2 separate regions of the Mus musculus genome follow, and region 1 is linked to region 2. Evidence: chromatin contacts called from public HiChIP or PLAC-seq data. All regions are on one chromosome and are shown on one strand. The core of a region is the stretch at or near the end of the contact, and the rest is flanking DNA. Distances in the headings are between cores, read along the strand shown. Region 1 overlaps Cep20 (centrosomal protein 20). Region 2 overlaps Pdxdc1 (pyridoxal-dependent decarboxylase domain containing 1).

The links. HiChIP or PLAC-seq counts read pairs in DNA pulled down with a chosen protein or histone mark.
Region 1: a FOXA1 HiChIP or PLAC-seq map of pancreatic cancer cells shows a contact between it and region 2. The contact joins two enhancer-like sites. A contact is called at or near these places in 1 of 39 promoter capture datasets (cranial neural crest), 3 of 484 Hi-C or Micro-C datasets (CD8 T cells, LSK cells and uterus), 2 of 115 datasets of contacts at active chromatin or transcription factors (embryonic stem cells and pancreatic cancer cells) and 1 of 9 other capture datasets (adipose tissue).

What each region holds. Positions count from the first base shown.
Region 1 is chr16:14,302,621-14,305,472 of GRCm38.p6, reverse strand. It overlaps Cep20 (centrosomal protein 20), which reads left to right. Exons shown (of 5, transcript NM_025345.2): 4 at 886-1,019. Among named protein-coding and RNA genes, the nearest start is that of Myh11, 13 kb to the right of the region's middle. Within about 2 kb of position 1,587, at least 59 of the 459 cell types and tissues checked have an H3K27ac peak or open chromatin away from gene starts, as enhancers often do. A contact at or near this core is called in pancreatic cancer cells, where this site is marked.
Region 2 is chr16:13,882,234-13,884,972 of GRCm38.p6, reverse strand. Pdxdc1 (pyridoxal-dependent decarboxylase domain containing 1) reads left to right here. Exons shown (of 23, transcript NM_053181.3): 3 at 342-407. Among named protein-coding and RNA genes, the nearest start is that of Pdxdc1, 20 kb to the left of the region's middle. Within about 2 kb of position 1,407, at least 33 of the 459 cell types and tissues checked have an H3K27ac peak or open chromatin away from gene starts, as enhancers often do. A contact at or near this core is called in pancreatic cancer cells, where this site is marked.

The sequences.
Region 1 (2,852 bases), core at 338-2,837, 420 kb before region 2:
TTGTAGATATTAGTTACTACCCGGCTCTCCTGTTAATTCATATGCCATTTTCTTTTTTTTTTTTTTTTTTTTTAAATAAATACTTCCTGGAGAACACTTAACATCATTCACATCAACTTTATTTTTTTTTTTTTTTTTTTTATTTTTTAGATTTGTTTATTTTATTACATGTAAGTACACTGTAGCTGTCTTCAGACACTCCAGAAGAGGGCGTCAGATCTTGTTACAGATGGTTGTGAGCCACCATGTGGTTGCTGGGATTTGAACTCTGGACCTTTGGAAGAGCAGTCGGGTGCTCTTACCCACTGAGCCATCTCACCAGCCCCATATGCCATTTTCTATGTGCAAGGTACATAGCTAGAGACTTGACATTGTCAACAGGATACCAAACATGTAACCTAGGGATTGCTTACAGCCTTTATGGAAGAGAAACATCTGTGGAACTTTAGGAAACAGATCTTCAAGGTCTGCAGCTGGCTGTCCGCCAACAAGATATGAAGGCAGAGCACATGGTTTTTGAGCATAACCTTGACAGGACAGTGGATGTGTAACCAGTTCTAGGTTCTAGGAACGTCTTAGGCTGGTCTTGGAGTTAACAAGCTGAATTCCAGTAGATTAATTGGGATTTTGTTTTAGTTTAGAAGATCTTAATTGTGGCAGTGTGTTTTCTGAGGGTTTTAAAAAGATCTCACTCAAGGTAATTGGTACTTTTAAATTGAGTGAACATTTGCCACTTAGGTAATCTTTTTTTTTTTTTTTTTTTTTTTAATTTATTGAGTTAGATGGCCGTTTCTGTGTCAGAGTTTACCTTTAAAGTGATTGTCGTAAGCTTTTCCTACTTCTGGGAAGTAAATTGATTTTGGTTTTGTCTTCTTCCGGAAATAGTCCTCTATTGTATGGAATTTTAGCCCATTTCTTGCGTGGTCCTCCAGATGGAGCCCAGAATGTGCTTCTGACAGAGTCAACCCTGCACCCGGCAACCAAGCATCTCAGCTGGAAGCCCAGCAGAAGACCTGACGGTAGGCGCTTCCGCTACTCATCCTTGAGCTTCATTGGGTTTGTTCTCTGGAGCTGGTCTGGTCATCATCAGCCTGTACTACTGCACCTCCAGAAAGCCAGCGCTTTGGGGGAAGAGATCTTGACTGGGCAAAGTGCTCAGATACAATTTCAAAGCAAGGTCTTGAAAACCTGATTTTCACATCAGCAGGGTCTTTGAAACAGCCTGGCTCAGCGCATTGTATAGTTTTCTTTGAAATCAAGAAGTTGCCTCCCCCCCCCCCCTCCCCGACACCCTCTCCCCCATCTTTCCCAGACTGAAAAATACAAGATTACTACTGTGCAGAGAAGCCATGTCTGTGTTCCCGGTACATTTCCAGGACACTTGCTATGGTAGATGACAGTTAACTACAGATAACAGAATTTAGACTCTGACTCTCATTCAGTTTGGCCTTGAGCTTGCCATCAGTCAGTCTTCTTTCCTCGGCTTGAGTGCCAGGATTAGATGTGTGAACAGCCATGCCCTGCTCAGAATGCTCCCCTTTACGGTGAGCTTTCAGAGCGAAGCATGGTGACTCAGACTTGTAATCCAGGCAGTGAAGACTGAGGCCAGCCTGGGGTGCATACATAGTGAGGTCGTCGCCAAGGTGACACAAAGCTGAGTAAGTAAGTAAATAAGGTAGAAATGATAGAGTGAAACGAGCTTATGGTGATTAGGCAGCAGGTCCTGAGTTTGCTTGTGTGAGCTGGGTGTTTCCCATGGAGCAGAGTTGGTGCTCGTTCTCAGAAGGGTGTTTACAAGTGGGGTTCAGGCAGCTGATACGGGATTTGAAGTAAATTCTTAAGAAATGCCGAGGATGCAAATTGCTCTGCTACAACCAATGCTGCTGCCCCTTCTGAGTGACTTGCTGCTTCTTAAGTTCTGAAAGCAACATACTTGTGAGTCAGGATAAGCCCTCAAGATATTTGTGACTTAACTAGTTTTATTCTCTGTTTGTTGTGATGCTGGGCTGACTGTGTTATGTTAGACTAACTTTCTACTAACTTTTACTAACTTCCTAGAGAGCCAAGACTGGGAGAATAGCGACTCAGTGCTGGCTAAAGTTTAACACAAGGCCACTGTTCAGACCCACCAGAGCATGAGAGTGGGGGCTTTCCAAGTTCATGCCAGAATCACTAAGGCTCTGACACTAGTGTAGAATACTAGCCCACTAACCCTGCTAATGCCTCTTGAAAGTCTCGAGGACTGTACAGTTGCCTTTGACCTTCTCTGCCCTGCCCATCTTGACTCCTCATACCCCTTCTCTTCCATGGAAGACACTCATGTTGGCCCTTTACGGGTCATTTGGGACTAATTCTGTGTGTTCAAGGATCCAAATCTATCTTAGCTGGCAGTGTGCTTATGGATCAGTGGGTCTGGGCCTCTATGGTGTGGTATTGCTACAGCTGTTTTTTACTGATGAGCTAAGGCTAAGGTTTCAGTTTTACAACTGTGTAAGGTTGTATCTTTGTCTGTATAGAATGATATCTCTCCTGTGATGGTACCTAAAACAGAATTGCTGGTTCACAGACAGCATGGCGTATTTAAGTATGTAGTTCATATTATTTAGTTCCCTGGAAAGGCTTTACTAGTTTGCACACTTAGGAGGAATGCGTGACAGTCCTCAGTTCCTGTCCCTGCTGGATGGTGATGACCCATTAATACTCGTTAACACAGCAACCACAAGACTCTAATTTAGTATTATGAAGAAAAATAATGTTTTGGGATCTAACCTTTGTAATAATGTTAGAATCTCTTTAATATTAGTGTTAGTGGCAATAGAATGTTGAAAATGAGAAAACTGGTCATAAACCAG
Region 2 (2,739 bases), core at 158-2,657:
CTTTCTCTGGGTGTTGTGGGACTAGCTTCAGAGTTCGAACCCAAGGTCTGCTCAGGGCACTGGCCCAGACTGGAAGCTATTTAAATACTTCTTAGTGTAGGTTCAATCCCATAGGGAACCAACTGATAAAGCAGCTGTTTGAAGTGGTTGTTTTTTTTTTTTTTTTATTCTTTTCTTGAAACTCTCAAGTGTATTTGGGATCTAAGGAAATGAAATAAATGGGTTTGAAATCTTCCATCAGTCACTGATTGTTCTAGGTAAAGTCACGTGTTCGCATGTTCATATGTTAGAAACTTTATTGGTTAAAACATACAGTCAACTTTTCCTTTCCTTTAAACCAGAAGAACAGAGGAGGAAAATGGAAAGAAGCCAGTATCTGAGGATATTCCAGGGCCACTCCAAGGCAGGTAGGTGCCAGTGAGAACCAGTACCTTTAGTTAGGGTATAAATGTTTCTTAACCCAAAAATTTACAGTTACTTTCTTATAAGTTTATTCTGAATGAGTACCAAGTTAATTGAAGTAGTTACTCAGTAGAGTACTAGAGAACTGGCTGGTAGGTGATAGTGGGGAACTTACTAGTTTCTTTCTCTCCCAGAACTTTTGTTGTTAGCTTACCTTCAACTGGTAGCAGTTGTCTGGCCTTATTCTTCTGAGTTTTCGATTACAGACATGTCCCACCATACCTGGTCTCCTTTCAGAACTATAACCCGTGATCAAAAGCCATTAGTGAATTCATAATTCTAACGGGATAGCAAAGTAGATCATTCTTGAAACCTGTAATCTCTCCTGTAGACTGAGTTTTATTGTAAGAAATATTTTAGTTTGGTACAGTTTATAATTTTTATAATACAGTAAATGAGTAGGGCACAGTGGTGTATGCATTTAATCCCAGCACCCAGGAGACAGAGACAGGCAGAACTCATGAGTTGAAAGCCAGCCTTGTCTACATTGGGAGTTTCAAGAAAGCTAGGATTACATAGAGATTCCCTGTTTCAAAAAAAAAAAGAAAAAAAAAAAAAAAAGAAAAAGGAAGAAAGAAAGGAGAGGGAGAGAAAAGAAAAACAACAAGAGCAAACAAACAACAAAAATAATATAGTAAATGAAAGGAAAATGTCAGCTTTAATCATTGCTGGAATGATTAATTTGTTTGAGGCTAAAGCAAATTTATCAATTAGTGAAAAAGAAATAGCTGGCTGTCATTTTCACAGAAAGTTAGTAGACAGTCTATAATTAAAGTCCTAGCTCAACTTCCTTGAGGCAAACAATTTTTCTTTTATAACCAGGAAACTACACTTAGGTTAACAGTACAACTCCCTTAAATTGTTCTTTGACCTGAATATAAGCTGTACAAGAAAAGCATTGAGGAAGTATCACACCATAAAGTAAATATCAAGCCTAGCACACCCAGGTACGAATGCTTTGTGTCCTTCCTGCTTGCAGCATGAATCCTGCTGATTTGAAATCCTGTAGTACTTTCTAACCACTCAGAACAGGAAGCAGATCCTGTCTTCTGTTCCAGCTGTAACTGGACAAGGACTTGTTTATTCTCCTAATTACACAAAAGTATCTCAATCTCCCGAGAAGAGCTGAAAGTGTTTAACAGCACGTTAAACACTTTTTAGCAGTGTTCAGGAGTGTTTATATTTAATCACACTAATGTCTAGCATATGAGGCTAGGAAGTGCTTTACAGGCACAAACTATCTCCACCCTGTTCTGTAATGCATGGGCTCTGGCACTTTGGGTCTCTAACTCAGATCACAAGGAGAGTAGCAAAGTTGCTTCAGCTTTTTCCCCTGCCTTTTCCTCTTTCAGTGTTAAAGGATCAGAACACTTCATGTGCAGGTTAGCACCTTTTCAGAGATGAGTTTGGAGCATTATTTTGATCGTGTTTCTTTTTTTTTTTTACTACTATTTTTGTGGTCCTAGAGATTGAACTTAGAGTTCATACATGTTAGACAAGCTCTCTACTACTCCCCACTGTATTCCTTCAATGCTTCTGTTCTTTTTATCAGGGTTTGTTTGTTTGTTTGTTTGAGACAGGGTTTCTCTGGATACCTCTGGCTGTCCAGGCCTCGAACTCAGAGATCCACCTGTCTCTGCTTCCTGAGTGCTGGGATTAAAAACTGTGTGCCACCACCACTGGCCACTCACTTTCTTATTAGTAGAATATTTTTACATTTTATGCACCACATATTGCCTTGCCACTTCATACTGTTTTAGTCAGTGACATTTTCCTTCTGTATATAATGAACAGTTAACAGCATATCTTGTATAGAAGTCAAGCAGTCTATCCTCTAAGCAAGTCTCAAATTTTCCAACTTGGGATACCATTTAAAATGTATATCACGAAAATGTCTAATAAAAGTAAATAAATAAATTTTTAGAAAAAGAGTTGGAGCCGGGCGTGGTGGCGCACGCCTTTAATCCCAGCACTCGGGAGGCAGAAGCAGGTGGATTTCTGAGCTCGAGGCCAGCCTGGTCTACAGAGTGAGTTCCAGGATCAGCCAGGACTATACAGAGAAACCCTGTCTCGAAAAAGAGTTGGAAAGAAATTACATGTTTAAGGCTATTGTTTCAATTGGACAAGATTCCCCAGGAAGAAAATAAGATTGATATACCTGTGTCGTCAGGGTTTTTGTTGGTTTTATAACCTTTTAGCATTCTTAAGAAGACTGGCTCTTAAAATATAACTTGTTAAAAATTCTCTCCTCTTCAAGAATGAAATGATCTATTATAG